4 separate regions of the Mus musculus genome follow, and all the other regions are linked to region 3. The links are chromatin contacts, called in public promoter capture Hi-C and targeted proximity ligation maps. All regions are on one chromosome and are shown on one strand. The core of a region is the stretch at or near the end of the contact, and the rest is flanking DNA. Distances in the headings are between cores, read along the strand shown. Region 1 holds the start of Banf1 (BAF nuclear assembly factor 1). Region 2 holds the start of Kcnk4 (potassium channel, subfamily K, member 4). Region 3 holds the start of Vps51 (VPS51 GARP complex subunit). Region 4 holds the start of Fosl1 (fos-like antigen 1).

Evidence for each region. Promoter capture Hi-C pulls out the DNA fragments that hold promoters and counts their contacts.
Region 1: a contact with region 3 is called in a targeted proximity ligation map of pancreatic cancer cells. A contact is called at or near these places in 5 of 39 promoter capture datasets (hippocampal neurons, liver, neutrophils and 1 more), 2 of 484 Hi-C or Micro-C datasets (CD4 T cells and embryonic stem cells), 3 of 130 datasets of targeted methods (bone marrow-derived macrophages, embryonic stem cells and pancreatic cancer cells) and 2 of 9 other capture datasets (adipose tissue and liver).
Region 2: a contact with region 3 is called in a promoter capture Hi-C map of hippocampal neurons, with 4 times the contacts expected there. A contact is called at or near these places in 3 of 39 promoter capture datasets (the 3T3-L1 cell line, hippocampal neurons and liver) and 2 of 130 datasets of targeted methods (memory CD8 T cells and pancreatic cancer cells).
Region 4: a promoter capture Hi-C map of liver shows a contact between it and region 3, with 5 times the contacts expected there. A contact is called at or near these places in 5 of 39 promoter capture datasets (hematopoietic stem and progenitor cells, hippocampal neurons, liver and 1 more), 9 of 130 datasets of targeted methods (astrocytes, bone marrow-derived macrophages, embryonic stem cells and 4 more) and 3 of 9 other capture datasets (adipose tissue, liver and macrophages).

Annotation. Positions count from the first base shown.
Region 1 is chr19:5,365,531-5,368,339 of GRCm38.p6, reverse strand. It overlaps Banf1 (BAF nuclear assembly factor 1), which reads left to right and starts at 1,464. Exons shown (of 3, transcript NM_011793.3): 1 at 1,464-1,772; 2 at 2,384-2,522. The coding sequence starts at 2,400. Eif1ad (eukaryotic translation initiation factor 1A domain containing) reads right to left here and starts at 1,527. Exons shown (of 6, transcript NM_027236.2): 1 at 1,130-1,527; 2 at 64-282. The coding sequence starts at 150.
Region 2 is chr19:6,933,064-6,936,015 of GRCm38.p6, reverse strand. Kcnk4 (potassium channel, subfamily K, member 4) reads left to right here and starts at 1,501. Exons shown (of 7, transcript NM_008431.3): 1 at 1,501-1,668.
Region 3 is chr19:6,075,771-6,078,843 of GRCm38.p6, reverse strand. Vps51 (VPS51 GARP complex subunit) reads left to right here and starts at 1,657. Exons shown (of 10, transcript NM_001081041.1): 1 at 1,657-1,893; 2 at 2,352-2,481. The coding sequence starts at 1,666. It also overlaps a transcript of Tmem262 not described here.
Region 4 is chr19:5,446,175-5,449,166 of GRCm38.p6, reverse strand. It overlaps Fosl1 (fos-like antigen 1), which reads right to left and starts at 1,469. Exons shown (of 4, transcript NM_010235.2): 1 at 1,112-1,469. The coding sequence starts at 1,216.

The DNA.
Region 1 (2,809 bases), core at 215-2,714, 710 kb after region 3:
CACCCAGCGGTGCAATGGGAGCATTGGGAGGAGGACGGGAAGCCCGAGACAGGCGGCACTCACTTTCACTATTTGCTGGTGGTCAGAAGGCACCATGTGCTCCCCCAGCACCTCCTGCACCACATGCTTCCTCTTGCTGGCCTGAGACATGCTGGTTTCTGTCCAGGGTTGTTAGGGTGCACAGACTGTCAGTTCTTCTTCCAGAATTATTTGGATGCCAGCCTTAGAAGCCAGGACTGCTTTCAAGAGAAGCAGCCTTATACGAAAAAGTGCCACCTCGCCCTGTTAAAAACATGCACTTTAGGGGACAGCAGGACTTGCTGCTCTGGCAGAGAACCAGGTATGGTTTCCAGCCACAGGGGATTCAACGCCCTCTTTTGAGACACACATGCAGGTAAAAACACTAATACACATAAAACATGAATGAAATCATTGAAAGACAAATCACAGACTTAGCCAGGTGCTGGTGTATATCTTTATTCTTAGCACTTGGGAGGGAGAGGTAGGCAGAAATTTGTTGAGTCCTGGGCCAACCTAGTCTACATAGGGAGACCGTAAACCAAAAACAAACAAGCAGGACCTTCAAGGGCCAGGGAGATGTCCTATGAGCCAGCACCCACATCAGATGGTTCACAACCACCTTTAACTCCAATTCAAGGGCATCCACCGCCCTCTTCTGGCTTCCGAGGGCACTCACAACACCACCCATGGGGGACATCTTTAAAAAAAAAACAAACCAAACCAGGAAACACAGGTTTTATAGTGTCAGCTGAGACGTCAGGGTGGCTCAAGCCTTCGATCTCAACACTAATCCCAACCCACGGAGCACGGGGCCGGCCCTCTCAATAACAAAGAAAAACTAAGTAAATCGGCGAGATCACGGAAACTACCCAGCACAGGGCAAGCCCTGAGTCCTACGTCTCAGTCCTGTTAGGACGGCGACGCCTCCCCCTCCCAGGCCGATCGGTCATCCCGCCAAGCTCTCTGAGCGAAATCTAAGGTGAGCTGCGTTCCGCCACAGGCTTCAACACCCAAGGCAGGAGAGCCACACAACGACGGCCTCCCGACACATCCCAGGCACGGAGCGACCGACGCGGCGCCCAGCACGAGAGCTGCCCACGGAACTCACCCGCTCGGCGCCACACCAGCACGCTCCGCTTTCCAGGTTGACGGCGACAGTAGCTCGTCCACGACGCGCCTCGACAGCGAGGGACCAAAGAGCAAACAACTGTGACCTGCAGGTGGCCCCGACGGTAACGCCGGTCTGGACGCTCGGCCCCAATCCTCCGTTGTTCCTCCCTCCCGTCTGCCGGTCTGAGGTGACAGACCTGAGGAAACCGCGCCGGGAATTGCGATTCCGGGGCGCTCAGAGGTCCTCCGGATTTCCCGCCCCCTCTTCGTCCGTCCCTTTAACTCTTCCCTCCATCAAGTGAGGCAAGCCTAAGTTCCGAGTGCGGGGCAGGAAAACGCATTCTCCTCGGAGGTCTCGATCCCACAGACCGGAAGGGCCGCTGGAGAAACAAAAGCCATCGAAAGCCGGATGGCTTCTTGAGAGGAACCGGAAAACAGCGACCCCCGTGGGCGCCGCGGCTGGCGATTGCGCGTCAACTCTATGGCTCCGGGTAGCTAGACCTGCCCAGTTTGGGGATTAGTTTTGAAGGTCGCGCATAAAACGACCCGGAAGCGGAAGTCGAGGAACCGTCTCGTAGCTTGAGGTCTGGGCGGGAGCGGCCGAGTGGCGCGAGGAGCCGTTACCAGAGCCGGAGCCTCCGGTGAGCGTGAGAAGCGGAGTGGTGCTCCGGCTGGCGTGCGGTGGCGGCGCGCAGAGGCGGGAGGGAGGGGAATCCATCGCGGAGGCGCGCCTTTGCAGCGGGGCAGCCCGAGTCTGCGGGAGGGGCGATGCGCGGTGTGTCCGGGTGGCGGCGCGTGGAGGGGGCGGGGCGCTCGGAGCGGGGCGGGGCCTCAGGGCGGGGCCTGCGGGACCTGAGAGGCGTGGAAGAGGCCGGCAGCCCGAGTGAGGGCGGCGAGGCTGGCGAGAGCCGCGTGCTGTTCCTACCACGTGTTAGTTCCCAACGGGGTCAGTGTCTGTGTAGCCAGGGTCGCGGGCTGTGAGGGCTTCAGGGCGGACCTTGACTACTGAGTCTGGGAGTCGCTCTGTTGCCTTAGGTGCGCCACCAGCTAGTGCAAGCTGATATATCCAATATACCCAAAACCAGGACCCACGGAAAGTGGAAATTTCCGAATAGCCGGGGATGGGTTGGGGGGACTCAAGGGAGCAGCCACAGTAGCTGTGGTAGGATATTGCCCTTGGGACTTGTGGTCTTCAGCCCTAACCTACTTTTCTTTTTTTTTTTTTTTTTTTTTTGGCGGGGGGGATTCCCAGGTTAAGCCTGATCACGATGACAACCTCCCAAAAGCACCGAGACTTCGTGGCAGAGCCCATGGGGGAAAAGCCAGTGGGGAGCCTGGCCGGGATTGGTGACGTCCTGAGCAAGAGGCTGGAGGAAAGGGGCTTTGACAAGGTGTGGGGGGGCTGCAAATGCCAGGGAGGGGTAGGAGCGAAGGTTGGCAACAGGTGGTACCACGCAGATTGGGAGTGAGGCCCACACATGTTTGGGGGGTACCTGGGGAGGCATGGTGCCTCCTTCATTTTTGTGTTTTGTTGAGACAGGGCTTCTCAGTGCTAGGATTAAAGGTGTGGCTCACTGTCCCCTGCCCTTTTGTGTGTTTTAAATATCACGAAAATGAAACTAGGCATAGTGGATTGTGCTTATGACCCTAACACTTGGGAAGTTGAGCTAAGAGGATT
Region 2 (2,952 bases), core at 252-2,751, 860 kb before region 3:
CCTGGCTACTTGCATGCTGAGTCAGCTCTTGGTACACAAATCCTACTGCTCCCAAAGGTTTAGTCACTGCCCTGAGTTCCGGACATCCTTGCAGATCTGCCCTGTGGCTCAGGATTGATTATTAGAGCCTGTGACTCCTGTCTATAAACCTGGTGATTCTAGCTCCTTTGAGATCTCAGCCTAGCAGTAAGTCTGCCTTGAAATTCTTTCTTTGGGACTCTCCTGGAGCCAGGTCTACAAGGTCTCCAGAGAGAACAGCAGAGGCTCAGACTTCAGCAGTAAGCTGGACAATCACTTTCGGATGGAAGCAGAATTGCTAACATTTTTAGGGCACTTAATTCTGTGTGCTAGGCTTTAAGCATTTATAAACGCTGACCTCAGCTGGGCAGTGGTGGTTCATGCCCTTAATTCAGCATTTGAGGGGCAGAGAAAGGTGGGTCTCTGTGAATTTGAGGTCAGCCTGAACTAGAGAGCAAGTTTCAGGACAGCTAAGGCTCCAAAAACAAACAAATAACAACGAAAAAAAGAGAAAGAACCAAAGTAAAAACCACTGACTTTGTATGTGTGCACAGGCATTGGTGGTTTGCCTACATGTATGTCTGTGTGAGGGTGTCCCAGACAGTAGTGGGTGCTGGGAACTGAACTCTGGTCTTCTGGAAGAAGAGCCAGTGCTCTTAAAGACGGAGCCATCTCTCCAGCCCCCAAATACTGACTTCCTAAATACTCAAAATCAGCACCCAGAGTTAAGTAATCACCCTTTTACTGTAAGTGGGAACTAGGGAGTTTGGTAACTCACCCTGACCCCCTATCATCTGGGTGGTCACTTAAACATACTGACAATTACCACAAAACCCAGTAATGGTAGGGCACACCTTTAATCCCAGCACTCTGGAGGCAAAGCAGGTGGATCTCTGAATTTGAGACCATCCTAGTCTACAAGACAGCCAGGAGTACACAGAGAAACCCTGTCTCAAAACAAAGCAAAACATCCCAACAACAAAAGTACTGACCACAATAGCATGGGATCTCTGAACGCTACAGGAGAGATTTTGTGGAAATCAGTAAAGAAATGTCTCGAGAAACCAAAAAAAAAAAAAAAAAAAAAAGGATATAAAGAAGAAGAAAGAAGGATAAAGACAGAAGAGGACCCGGCTTTAGCTGTTCAGAAAATGCTAGCACTCTTTCTGCTGGAATTGTCAGGCAGCAGATGGTTGGGGGGGGGGGGTGACCCCAGGGCCTGGAGGATCAGAGATGGGAATGCAGCCTGAGCAAGAGGTGCTCTATCAGTGACTTCCTAGAACTAGGACCCAACCCATTCAGCTGGTTAAATCCAGGTGGCCTCAAAGAGAGCTCCCCGTCTTCCACCCCCACATACCCTCTTCTCCCTGGGGGCCTCTCCCTCACAAGTGCTGAGCCCAAGGCCCAGACTATCCTCATGGGCGGAGAAACGAAGGCTCTTCCCAGTCCAGTAATAGACCTAGAAGATTCCAGGAGATGAGTGTGGCGGCTGTCCTGAGCCCCGGGCCAGCTGATGTCCAGGTTAGGGCAGCGTTGGGGCCCCAATCCCAGCCTGGAAGGTTGGACTTCACGTCGACCCTTCTCTGAGTCTTCTGCCACTCACTGGCCTGGACAAGACAGCATTGGGGAGCCCAGAGGCTGCAGGTGCAGGTAAGGGCTGGGTTCAAGGCGGTTGGTGGCGAGAGCCGGTGGCGAGGGTGCGGCACGTAGGGAGACGCAGCTCTGGTAGGGTTAAGCTCCCAAGGAGGGGGCTTTTGAGGGCGGGAGGAGGGGGGTCCTAGTCAGACGGCCGCCGGCGGCTCGGTCTCTGGGCTGCCGCCGGCACCTCCTTGGCTCAGCCCGCACACCCTCGAGGCGGCGCGGGAGACCTGGCCGCAGCCAAAGCCGCAGCCACAGAGTGGGCAGACAGTAAGTGCGGAGCAGGCGCGGGAATGTGGGCTGGATCTCAGGCCCTGGGAGCTGGGAGAAACCGGCAGGGCGGGACACTTCCCGCGCGTGGATGCCTTCCTCGAGTGGTGTGACCGTGCGTCCCGTCGCCGGTCACGCTCGGAGGCGTCGGCGTAAGGACGCGGGGGAGGTGGTGGGAGCAAGCGGCTGGCGTGCGGTGTCACACGGGTTCCGTGTGTGTATCTGTGTGTGTGTGTACGCGAGCGCGCGCATTCGTGCGCGTGGACCTCTAGGGTAGCTCGGCCCTGCGGGCACGCCCATGGTGGTTAGTTGTGCCAGGGTCTGCCGGAGCGTGGTGCAGTGCTATGCCTGCAGCCTGGGCAGCGCGCGGCTAGAGCTGCAGAATGGAATGTGGCTCAAAGATCTTTGTGGCACATGTAGCAGACTGTGTATATGTATGTGTGTGTGTGCCTGCCATCTCCCGCTGCCCCCTAAGTGACAGCTGTCCCGTGGGCTGCTGTATCCGTGCTGCCCTTCCCACCCTGTGCCTTGCTTCTTCTGGGAACTTTGTGCCCACTTTTCCTTTCCCTGGCTCTGGGCCTTGCCTATACCCTGCAGCCAGATCCGCCTTGGGGTTCCTCGAAAGCCCAGCGGGCGGGTGGGGACCCTGGAAGATCCCCGCCCGGTTGATCCCTGCTAGGCTGGAAGGCAGGAGGGGACAGATGCATCTGAGGAGGCTGCCACAGCCGCACTGAGAGAGCCAAGTATGGACCTGCTATTCCTGTCTCCAGTTCTGCAGGCTCCAGCCTCTTCCTATTTCCCCTGGAACTCCCTAGTCTTCCTTTGGTCTTCTCCAAGGCAGGCACCCTAATGCCTCACAAGTCCCCCATTTTCTCACTCACCCTGCCTGGCTTAGTGTTTTCTTCTTTATCCCACTCTCCTGATGGCTAGGCTCCGGAGGTAAGAGGGAGGCTGGAGGTGGGGGCCTAGGTGTTAGTACCTGGAACCAGAGGCTGTGTGGGGGTTACATCTATGGATAATAAAGCT
Region 3 (3,073 bases), core at 408-2,907:
ATGGAGACCAAAAAGATACTGGATCCCCCCCCCCCCCAGGGTGTTACAGACAGTTGTGAGCTTGGGGATTGAACCTGGGTCATCAGGAAGAGCAGCAAGTGAAACCATCTCTCCAGCTCAAATTCACTTTCTTAAAGCTTCGTGGGCTGAGATCCTCAGATGTACAGTTTCTAAATAGCCCCCTGGATAAGAAGGCAAGAAAATGTTTTGGTCCAAGACAAGTGAATACATGATCCCTTTAGTCTGTGACAAGAGCAACCATGCATGTCAGGCTGAGAAGCAGGCTGTGGACATGGTAGCACAGACTTTTAGTCCCAGCACTCAGGAAGCAGAGGTGGCTGGATCTCTGAGTTTGAGGCCAGCCTGGTCTACAATAATGAGTTTCAGGTCAGCCAAAGTTAGAGTGAGATGATGCCTCAAAGAGGAAGAAAGAGAGAGAAAAGAAAGGAAGGGTTTGAGCTGGCACAGGGTGAACTGCTCTTGCACTTTGGTTTCCAGCATCATGACGGGTAGCTCACACATGAGCTGTAACTACAGCTCTGAGTTATCCCCTGGTCTCTGCACACATAAATACACATATAATACTGGGGGCCGGACAGATGGCGATTTAATACCATTCAGAACTGTTTTTAGCTAGGCAGTGGAGCTGGTGACAGTGTTATCACATGCCTTTAGTCTCAACACTTGGGAGGCAGACAGGTTCTACACTAGGACCAGTTCCAGGACAGTCAGGGCTAAGCAGAGAAACCGTCTTGAAAAAAATAAAAATAAAAAGTATACCATTTAGATTTTTTTTTAACTCCTAATTTTCAGATAAAAACAGTGTTTGGTCTGCTGAAACTCCTGGCAGCCCAGCACCCTATCAGCCCATCCTCGGTAACGTTTACAGTACATCATTAGTAAAGTCTCATTTTCTTCTATTTAACTCCACATATAATCTGACCTCATCCCCTCTTAAGAGCTTCGTCTTTTTTTTTTTTTTTTTTTTTTTTTTTTTTGAGACAGGGTTTCTCTGTGTAGCCCTGGCTGTCCTGGAACTCATGGAACTCACTCTGTAGACCAGGCTGGCTGGCCTCGAACTCAGAAATTCACCTGCCTCTGCCTCCCAAGTGCTGGGATTAAAGGTGTGCGCCACTACGCCCTGCTGAGAGCTTCGTTTTATGCCTACATCTTTAAAACTTCCGAATTATCCTCAATCCCAACTGCTCACGTATCACATTTCACTAACTTCTTAAGATTAACATCTTAAATTCTCTAAGTAGAATAAAGTTTCTCATATTGAATGACTCCTTGGAGACAGAACCTTGGGAAACACTGCGTTAAAGCCATATTGCAGGCTACTAAATGGACGTTTGAACCTTGCAGACCCCCCCTGTGACGCATATTCGATCTTCTGCAAGTCTCTTTCCTGTGCGGATGCAGGATTGGGACGCCACGATTCACCCAAGTAGCACAGCAAAATCACAGAAACTCAACGATCCAGAAGTTCAGTGAAACCTCTGTGCTCCAGAAGGACAAGCGCAAGACGGAACTTTAGTCTCACATATCCTACAGCTGCAGAGGAACGTTTCACCTGAAGGACCGCCTGGTTGTAGCAAGTTTCTGGTCCCCGGAAGTGCATCTGTTCCCTCCCCTGCCTCACCCCTTTGAGTTGAGGTTGGAGCTATGGCGGCTGCGGCAGCTGTGGGGCCTGGCCTAGGGTCCGGGCCTGGAGACTCCCCAGAAGGTCCCGAGGCGGACGCTCCGGAGCGTCGGCGGAAGGCTCACGGGATGCTGAAGCTTTACTACGGCCTCTCGGAGGGGGAGGTGGCGGGGCATCCCGCAGGGCCTGACCCTCTGGACCCAACCGATCTCAATGGGGCGCACTTCGACCCGGAAGTTTATCTTGACAAGGTGTGTGTGTGAAATGGGGCGGGTCCAGACCCCAAATATCTTGGACCCTAGATCTTACTCCCGATTTGGTTGCTGTGGTGACGGCAGCGGGGTTTATAAGAGGACAGCCCTTACTAGGCAATAGAGGCAGATCTGGAGGCCAAGGGAGCCTGGGCCTGACTTGAGGTCACACTGGGTCTGAGGTCTCGGTGCTGGCTCGTGGTAGTGGGTGTGACCATGCTCTTGACAGGCGCTAGGCAGGGCCTAGGTTGACTTTAAACTAAGCCAGAAGACCATGAACGCTGACAAATCCCAAATTGGGTCTAACCTGTGAAGTGTGCTACTTAAAGTGTGCCACTTATGGAATTCCTGATAAGGGTGGGATTGGAGTTGTCTTGCACTGAAATCCAACTAACGTAAAGCAGGGTAGCAGGACGTGAGTGAGCACTAACGCTGACTGTTCCTACCTGCTTCTCTAGCTGCGTAGAGAATGTCCTCTGGCCCAGCTGATGGACAGTGAGACGGACATGGTACGGCAGATCCGGGCTCTAGACAGCGACATGCAGACCCTGGTCTATGAGAACTACAACAAGTTCATCTCAGCTACAGGTGACCCCACTGGGACACACTCCTCAGTCTTACACCACCCCCACCAGGTCCTCACCCCGTGTTAAGAAAAACAGGGATTAAAGGAAAGAGACCCAGATTACAATTGGGTCCCAACCTTAATCCACTGCTGCTGAAGTGATGACTCCTGTGGGGGTGGGGTTTGTCCAAAGGACCAGCGCTGGGAAGGAAGAATGAAATGCAGTGAGTTTCTCTGCAGCACTTAGGAAGCACCAGCGTTTCAGTAAGCTTTAGCTTTGTTTGTTTATTTATATTGTGCACATGCATATGTGTGGGACACAACATTTGTGTGGGGGTCAGAAGACAACTTTCAGGAGTCTGTATTCTCCTTCCACCATGAGGGTGCCAGGGATTGAAGTCAGGTTATCAGGCTTGGTGACAAACACATTTGCCTGCTACTAAGCCATCTCAAAGTCAATTAAAATTTTTGTTAAAAATGTTATTAGTGGTAACTTTTGTTTCTGGTCAGTCTGCCTTCAGAGCAGATTTGCCACTCTCTCCCCCTCTGTCTGTATCCTCATTCCTTAAGATTTACTAATAGTTTTTGGGTCCAGGAGTCACCCCACAAACCACA
Region 4 (2,992 bases), core at 220-2,719, 630 kb after region 3:
CCTTTTCTTGCAGAAATCTGAGGCATGTGTTGGGATTGAGTGTCGGTGGGGGTGGGGGCTCAGCGTTCTGGGAGAGAAAACTGGGTTCAAGCTCTGTGAGCTAAGGATGTGGGGCCCCTCCAGTCCAGGAAGCACCTCACATGCTTAGGCAAGTCTGGACAGCTATGTCCCCAGCCCAATACTGGGGGACCCAGCATCTCAGTGACCCCCGTTCTGGGCTAGAAGCACTGCCAGGGGCATCTCTCGCTCCCAGGTCGTCGGTCCTTAGGGGCCGTTTGGGGCCAGGAAGGGAGGGGCACCCAGGGTGACTCAGCCTCAGTGACTCGGCCCGCTGTGACTCGGCGAAACGGACGCAGCTCCTTCCCTCCCCTGGCGACACGTGCTCGCGGCCCCTCGACAGGAAATGGACACCTGCAACCTCTCAAGTGCCCCTATCCAGCAGTGAGAGACGTCGGGTGCCGAGAATGTGGAGCGCGAGTGTGGCCGGGCAGGTGACCCCGCGCACATCCCAACACTTCGTGGTCTCCAGGAACCCCTCGGAACCACTGCCTGGGGCCCATGGGCTCTATACTGCGCACAAAGAGATGAGGACTTGACCGGATAAAGGGACACGGACAACCAGAGCAACACACGGACAGCCTCGGACAGGCTGCTAAGAATTCTCTGTCCCGGCTGAGTTCTGATGGACCCCGTCTCTATGTGCCCAGACCCCAGGTCCCAGTTATTAACTGGAGATGGAGAACACCTCTGATCCTGTCCAGGCAGGGATGGGGCAGGTATTTAGAGGGACAGCGTATTAGGGGCAGATAGGAGGAAATGTAAGACCGTAACGGAGACGGAGGGGCAGAAAGACAGTCAGCTAGGGAGATACGGGCGAGCGAGAAGGGGAATTCGCAGATATTCGCGCTTCCCGCTGCGCTCGTCCCCTTGGCCACCGGGTACATAGGTTCCCCGACCACACAGAACGTGCAGGATCCTCGGTCGCGACCACCAGAGTCAGATGCTGCTCGGGGCCCCAGTCCAAATCCCGGAGCAAACTAGACTAATCCCAGCATCCCTGATGCTGTCCAAACTCAGGTCCCCCCCCCCCCGACGATTCGGCCAGTCTCACCTGCTGCTGGGCGGTCTGTGCCTGAGCTTGCGGGGGCTGCGCGGGGCGACCGTACGGGCTGCCAGCCCCGGAGCTCGGTCCCGGTTCCCCGTAGTCTCGGTACATGCCCTGGGCTGGATGTTCGGTAGGGTCCGCGTTGGCGGCTGCGGTTCTGACTCACTCGCGCCTCTCGGAGTCTGGTCTTTTTTATGAATGAAAAGTTCTTGGGCTGAACCACTTGCACCACGGGGGGTGGGGGCGTGTCTCAGCGGCGCCTTTCACCTCGCAGGGGACCCACCTCTCCAGATGAACCTCTGTGGACCGGTCCGCTCGGAACTTCACGACCCTCTGCTCGGGTGGCAAGCCGCCTCTACAGACAGAAAGCGACCGACTTGGCGTCCCCTAGCATCCGCGGCGGCCACGCCCCCCTCTGACGCAGCTGCCCATACATGGTGCAATTTCCTTGCCGCGCCCAGGTGCACCGAGGATTCCCCCTGACGCACCTTGCCGAAGTTGGGGCTTGCAACTGCGCCCCGCCCCGTTCAGACTAGCCAAGGTTCCCAACACAGGGCGAAACAAAATCCTGTGGCCGCCTGGCCTCGCGCCAAGACTTAGAAAGAAGAACGGGGAGAGTGTCTGAAAGCTGGGAAGTGAATTATAAATATGGGTTATTATTATCATCATCATTATTTACCTGGAGAGAATCATTCCAACTGTCACCCAAGTCTGCAGTCCTGACTTAAGACCGCTCCTCTCAAGTGGGGTGAGAAGTTTCTTTAGTTGAGTTTGCTTTGCTTGTGGTTTGTGGAGGGAGGTTGGTTGAGACAGGGTCTCAGGTATCTAGTTGAGGCTGCCCTTGAACTCCTGATCCTTCCGTCACCTCTCAAGTGTTGGACTGTGCCACCATCACACCTGGCTTTTGTAGATAGGGTCTCTTGTTGTGCAGGTTGGCCTTGAACTCCTTATGTAGCTTAGAATAACCTGCTTTCACTTCTCAAGTGGAGGGCAGACATTACAAATGTGCCCCTCCACACCCAGTTTCAACTGTTGTCAAGGTTTTTGATAGACTGAAAGGTTATTGACAAACCAGGGTTATGAAATGTTGTTATATTTGAATACTACGTGAAGTGGCATTTAGTGTACCCACAGATAGAAGGCGCTACATGTTTGAGACCGTCTCTGGAGCTATCACAAGCTTTAATCCAGGCCTCTACAGGCAGAGAGCGCCTACAGAAGGACATAGGTGTCCTGAGACACAGTCAGTAAGGCTTCTTGACTGAAGGTCTGACTGGAGGCACTCCTCCAGTACTATGTGTGTCACCAGCCCACTTTGGAAGTATGTGAAAGGCCTTGATACGGGTGAGGTCCTGACCAGGTGTGCTGAGGAGGTAAATGCCATCATAACCCCCACTTCTCAGATGGGAAAAACTGAGGCTGACAGGTATTGAAATGAGTTGCTCAAGGCCACTGAGTAAGTGGCTGAGTCTGGTGACCAAGTCAGGCCATGAGCTTCAAGCCTTTACATTGTACGTACACGAAGAATGGCAGACTGGGAGAGCATGGGTCCCAAAACTCTTTCTCTGATTTCTTCCATCTCAATGGAGACTGAAGAAACTTGTCCTCAGGGAAGCAGAGGCCTGGGCTGTCTTCATTGGGAACAAAGGCTGGGGTTCTGCTGTTTGGACTCAGGCCTGGAGGCCAGTATATCTCATCATAGAACTATACTTTGTGTCCATGTGACCCGGGGAGGTCTCCTTCCTGAGTCTGGGGTGGGCCTCACTGTTGACCTCACAGGGCTACTATGGGACCAAAGGAGACCACGGATGTGACAGAGCTTTGCTGTTGAAGCATCCTCAAAAGATCACCAGCCTAGAGCCCCTCTAGGGCTCTAGGGCTCTTTCC